Regions from separate parts of the Triticum aestivum genome. Here region 2 is linked to region 1. The links are chromatin contacts, called in public HiCAR-type maps. All regions are on one chromosome and are shown on one strand. The core of a region is the stretch at or near the end of the contact, and the rest is flanking DNA. Distances in the headings are between cores, read along the strand shown.

Region 1 (2,700 bases), core at 37-2,536:
TTATGTATGAAAAATCAATCTCTTGCTCTAAACCACAAGCAAAGCAACCTTGGTGTTTCGTAACCAAATCGTAAAGCATCAGTTCATCACAACCATGTCCGTTGCAGATCTCAATCAAGCAATCTAATCTTAACAAAAATCACTTGTAAAAGTACTAGAGGATTTGGTCAATTCACCCAGATCAATGATATCCAATTTGATCAGTCCAAGAGCCTGACAGACAAATTAACCCAGTCCAAACAATCATCCAAGCACATAGCAGCAACAGGACACAATCATCCAAGCACATAGCAAAAGCTGGTAAAGATAACAAATCAAGGGGAAATCAGGGGAGGGTGGCGCAAGAAGCTCACTTCCAGGGGACGTCGCCGACGAGCATCCAGTCGCCGTCCTTGTCCTCGTAGGTGGGCACGTACTCCGTCCCGTTCACCGCGTCCACCAGCTTCATCTCGTCGTTGGCGAACTTCCCTGCGCACACCCAGCACATCGTCAGTTCAGTTGAGAACATGAAGCCGGCAAGCATGAGCAGGGGCCGGAGGCGAGGAGGGGTCGATTAAGGTACTCACTGATGGTGAAGTGGGAGCAGAACTTGCCCTGGAGCGCGCGGAGGAGCTGGTCGTAGCCGGCGTAGTCCCGCAGGTTCACCTTGCGCAGGTAGGGCGCGCCATCGACGGCCACCTTGACGAACTTGGCCGGCGCGGCGGCCGCCCTGGTGGACCCGGCGGCGACGTTCTCGAGCGCGTTCTTGCGGAACGACCTCACCGGCGGCCAGCCAACCACCCGCTCCCTGGTGAGCCAAACAAACAGCGGAAACCCCGGGTCAGGTCAATCCCAACCCAACGAACTCCCACGCAGTTCGCCGCAAGAAAGAAAGCCTTTTTTTTACGGGGAGCAGACGACAACAGGGGGGGGGGAGGGAGGGTGGCGCGTACTTGGGGGCCGGCGGAGCCTCGGCGAGGAGGGAGGAGCGGTCGGCGAGGGAGCAGGAGGAGGAGGAGGAGGCGCCGCGCTTGCGGTCGGGGTCGCCGGGGAGGCGCAGGGTGAGCGTGAGCGCGGTGTCCTCGAAGTCGAGCCCGGACGCCGCGGACGACTCCGTGGAGCTCCGCTCCGTCTCCGCCGACATGGCCACCGGCGTCGTCGCCCTCGTCAGCCTCTCTCGAGTGTCGAGCTCTGCGCGCGTCGGCGGTGGTGGCGGTGGCGGTGGCGGCTGCGTCGTCTTCTTCTGCTGCTGCGAATGCTGCCTGCCTCTGGTCTGGTCCAGCTTTGTGCGGTCCGGGGAGGCGGCAGGTTGGTTATAGACAGACCAGGCGGGCGGGCAGTGCCTGCCACCGGTCACCGGCGGTCAACGGTCACTGCCCCGGCCCAGCTTTACGCACCGACGCACGCACCGCGCCATATTTCCACTCACACCCCTGCTCCCTTGCTCCAGTGGGACGGAGCCGCGATAACGGAGAAGCGCGAGGTGCGAGGCGCAAAACGGGCAGGGGTCGGCTTTCCCGAAACGGAACGGAAAGCGGAACAGTGGCGGCACGGCGGGCCGCGCGAGCGGGTGGGCCCGGGCTGCCGGTTGGGCGCCCTGCAGCGGCCCGCGGATGCGGCGAGCGGCGGGGCCCGCCGTGCCTTGCGCTGCACGGCCGGCCGGCCGCGCGATCGCCAGCGGACGGCGCGGGAGGCGTCGCTCGAGGACGGAACTGTTGGGCATCATATCATCGGCGCACGTACGTACGGTTGCGCCATCGGCCTCAGCCAACATGGATCCGTGCTGCCGGTGGGTCGCACCGATGGAACCAAATCTTGCGCGGGAGCTTTGTTCCCGGGTGACACGCCACCTTGTTTTGATTGGTTTGTCCAATGCCCAATGGTGATACATGGTTCCAAGATTTTATTTCTAGAAACACAACATGCGCTGTAGCCGATCACAGGCATGCACCCACGAGCCAACCATCCAATGTCCGTCAATTTGAATTCAAAGTCTATGATCACATAGAGCGCGCCGGATGACATCCCCAATCGCAATAAAAAAAAGGAACAAGTATGCATAATTTTTACATTCTCAATTACGAAAAAACATTGTCCGGCAATCTGTGCAAAAAATTGGATCACATGCATGCACGCACCCCGGACCTCTACGCTCTATGGTGCGCGTGCGCAGTGTACCATTGAAAGAATAGTGACAAAAATTGATAATTAGCCTTCTCATTTGAGGACCGAGATTATCCACTCGCCTACGAGCATCCCTAGTTCTCTACTCGAGATGTATATACTCCCTCCGTCCCAAAATTCTTGTCTTAGATTTGTCGAAATACGGATGTATCAAGTCACATTTTAGTATTAGATACATCCGAATCTAGTCAAATCTAAGACAAGAATTTTGAGACGGAGGGAGTACTTCCCATAGTAACTCTTAACTAGTCTCGTATGGAGAGGCGTGTCAAAAGAGAGCACCGCATCTCTCCTTCATCTTTGATGTAAGGTTGTTGCAAGATCAAGCTCATTACTTGCCCTTTAGAAGATCAAGGATTTCGCTACCAAATCGTCTTTTCTATCTCGGAGGAGGGGAGTCGTGCTGCAATAAACAAATGAGACTCTTAAATGATAATTGAATTTAAATGTATTTTCATCATAAAACCAGTATGGACTTAATAATGACACAAGAACATAAGAGTAAATAGCACACACAAGTCACTAAACTTTAGCTCT
Region 2 (2,759 bases), core at 221-2,720, 370 kb before region 1:
CACTTCTTCTAGCTCCCCCAAGAACATCATCTCCTTCTGACTATTTGTAACTGGCCAGTACTTCAACAGACCCCTAATCACAGTTCCTGCAAGCTTGGGTTCCTTCTCTATAAATTGTGTTATGCAGTAGGTCAGCTGCGGCAGATATACACCCACTGTCTTAGGCTTGTGAAGTGGGATCAACGCTTTCCATAGGAACAACTTATGCTCCTCCTTCAATGGCTTTGCAAACCCACTTATTACGCTGCCAAACACCTCCAACAGCTCCGATATCCCATTGTGATGGTCGGCCTCGGAGACAAACCTATAGAAGATATTGCTCACGGCCTTACGGATGAACGGTCGGTTTCCCATGAATTTTCCATATATCCTGTGCAACACCGTCTTCAAACAGTCCCTCTCTCTGGGATCATCAGAATCAAACAGGTCAAGCAGCTTGGAGATGAACGAACTGTCCACATACTTCCTAGCTACCTTGGGGTCAACAAATGGCGAGGTCACAAACCGCAGAAGCAATTCATACACAACTTGCAGGTGGTACCAAGAGGGGTCAAAGAAGGGCTCGTCCTCCTCTGTCTCCGACGTGGTGGTGCCTGATCGGACCTTGGGCGGGAAGACCCTGAAGAGGTTCACAGCGAACATGCGCACGCACGCCGACATCATCGCCTCCGTGAGGGGCTCCTCGGCGGCGCCAATTGAGTCGACGAGGGACATGAGGACCTGCCGCTTCCTCTCCTTCTCCGGCGAGTCCTTGCCCCGGTCGGTGAAGTCGTACACCGTGCAGCAAATGGTCACCTTCTCGATGAAGGCGTCCTCCCTGGACCTCCCCTCGGCTCCGGCGGCCCCCGAGGGGGACCTGGGCGAGGCGGGGGGCTTCCCGAATGCCCCATTCTCCCTGGGAGACATGGGATTGGACTTCGCCGTGGGCGAGCCCCCTCCTCCTCCGCCGCCAGGGCCAGATTTCAGCGATTTCCACGAGAGCTTGCCGATAAATTGCTTCCACATGGCGGCAGAATACGGCGGCACCAACACCACATCAAATTCTCCCCCAATCAAAGAACCATTGCGAGGAATCCGTCCTCCCGAGAATCAGCCGTGAAATTCCTCGCAGAAATTTTATGTAAAAGACGCACCTTGCGACAGCAACAGGAGATTGCAATGGCAGGGAGGGGGGGACTTCGACGGCAACAGCAACCGGAGATCTCAGGGTGAATTCCTTGCTCTCGGGCAGCTCACCGGCGCAAATGCGACGGATCAAGAACCGACGAATGAGCGCACCGCCAGAAAAAGGGGGGGAAAGGACAGGCCGCCTCAATCAGCGGGGTGCGCGGAGGAGCCAGGAACGCGACGGCGCGGAGGGGGGAGGCGGATCCAGCAATGGCGGCCTCAGGGCCAGATCCGGGGGCGGGAGGCGGCCATGGATGGGATCTCGGGAGGAGGGAGGGGAGGGGAGGGGGGAAAGGGCGCAGAAGTGAGGAATTTTTTTGGCGTTTTGGAGGGGGCGGTGGTACACAGACACACTGGAGGACGACAGTGCGAGTGAGGGAGAGAACGTCGCAGTGGCGATGCATGGACGGTTCGGTTCATCTGGGCCGTCCGATCAGGGGGATCGTGGTACGGCAGCCGTTGGATTGTCGAGCGGTTCTTTCCTCCTGGTAATTTCTTCTCCTTGCACAGACGATGATAGCGATGTTGGATGATAGGAGATCAGGTGCAACGGTCGAGAAATGTCTTGTCATTCGGCAGTTCATTTTTTTTCTCTATATTAAATGATAAAAATCACTAAGATTAATTAATCATGAAGAGAGCATGGCGTCTTTTTGAAAGAAATAATAACGTATCATTATGGAGACAATGCATAATATATAATCATCTGGGGGCGTCAGTGAGCAGGACCCCCCCACAGGACCAAACTCGTCTTCCTCCTCGTCAACATTTTTTTTGTAACAAGCTTCGTTCTTTGGTTTAGTAGTGCTTGTCGAGGTGTTGGGTTAGGCGAGGATTTCTTCGAGTTGCAGAACATACCGCATGCTTCTAGATCTTGTTTCATGGTAGGTGACTCATGTGGTGCCGACGACTCTAACGCAAGCCCTCTGAGGCAACACCACATCTGTGTTTCGGCAGCAACTTGACAAGCGAGAGAGGGAGCAAAATACAAGAGCTCGCGGCGGCGTGCAGTAGATGTTTTGCCATGGATTTTGTAGGAACCAGAAAATATTTTCAGGACAAGGATCATGATCCTTAGAACTTTTAGAGCCAATTCTCTTTTTTATTCCAACGATGCTTTTTGGCTCTTGGGCTCCATGAAACCTGAAATTTTTAAAACTTTTAGAGGTAATTCCCCCTTTTTTTGCTCGACTAGGGCTTTTTGGCTCTCAAACTCCATGAAGCCGGGAATTTTTAAAACTAATACAGCAATTCCCTTTTTTGCTCAACTGGGGCTTTGTGGCTCTCACGCTCCATGAAGCCTGGAATTTTCAAAAAATCAAAAAATCATTTTTAAATGTTGAAACAAATACACAAGTACTTATAGATGTATATTAGGGCCCTGTTCGAAGACCCGCCACTCCACCACTCCACGCTCGGAGCTGGAGTTAAATAGCATGGAGTTGGGAAACATATACTCAGTAGCTCCTCGTATTTTGAGGAGCTGGAGTGACTCCGAATAGGGCCTAGATGTGTGTAAAACTTCATCATGAAATACGTTCTGATGTGAGCAATAAAAAAATCATGGACTTTCATAGTGAATAGTACATGTG

The links. HiCAR-type assays count read pairs that join an accessible place to other places.
Region 2: a HiCAR-type map of leaf shows a contact between it and region 1, with 9 times the contacts expected there. The contact joins the promoter of LOC123069022 here to the promoter of LOC123069021 in region 1. A contact is called at or near these places in 3 of 5 Hi-C or Micro-C datasets (leaf and an unstated tissue) and 1 of 1 datasets of contacts at active chromatin or transcription factors (leaf).

Annotation. Positions count from the first base shown.
Region 1 is chr3B:138,753,508-138,756,207 of IWGSC CS RefSeq v2.1, reverse strand. It overlaps LOC123069021 (auxin-responsive protein IAA1), which reads right to left and starts at 1,286. Exons shown (of 5, transcript XM_044491750.1): 1 at 933-1,286; 2 at 567-787; 3 at 354-468. The coding sequence starts at 1,123.
Region 2 is chr3B:139,120,917-139,123,675 of IWGSC CS RefSeq v2.1, reverse strand. It overlaps LOC123069022 (serine/threonine protein phosphatase 2A 57 kDa regulatory subunit B' kappa isoform), which reads right to left and starts at 1,470. Exons shown (of 2, transcript XM_044491751.1): 1 at 1-1,470. The coding sequence starts at 1,005.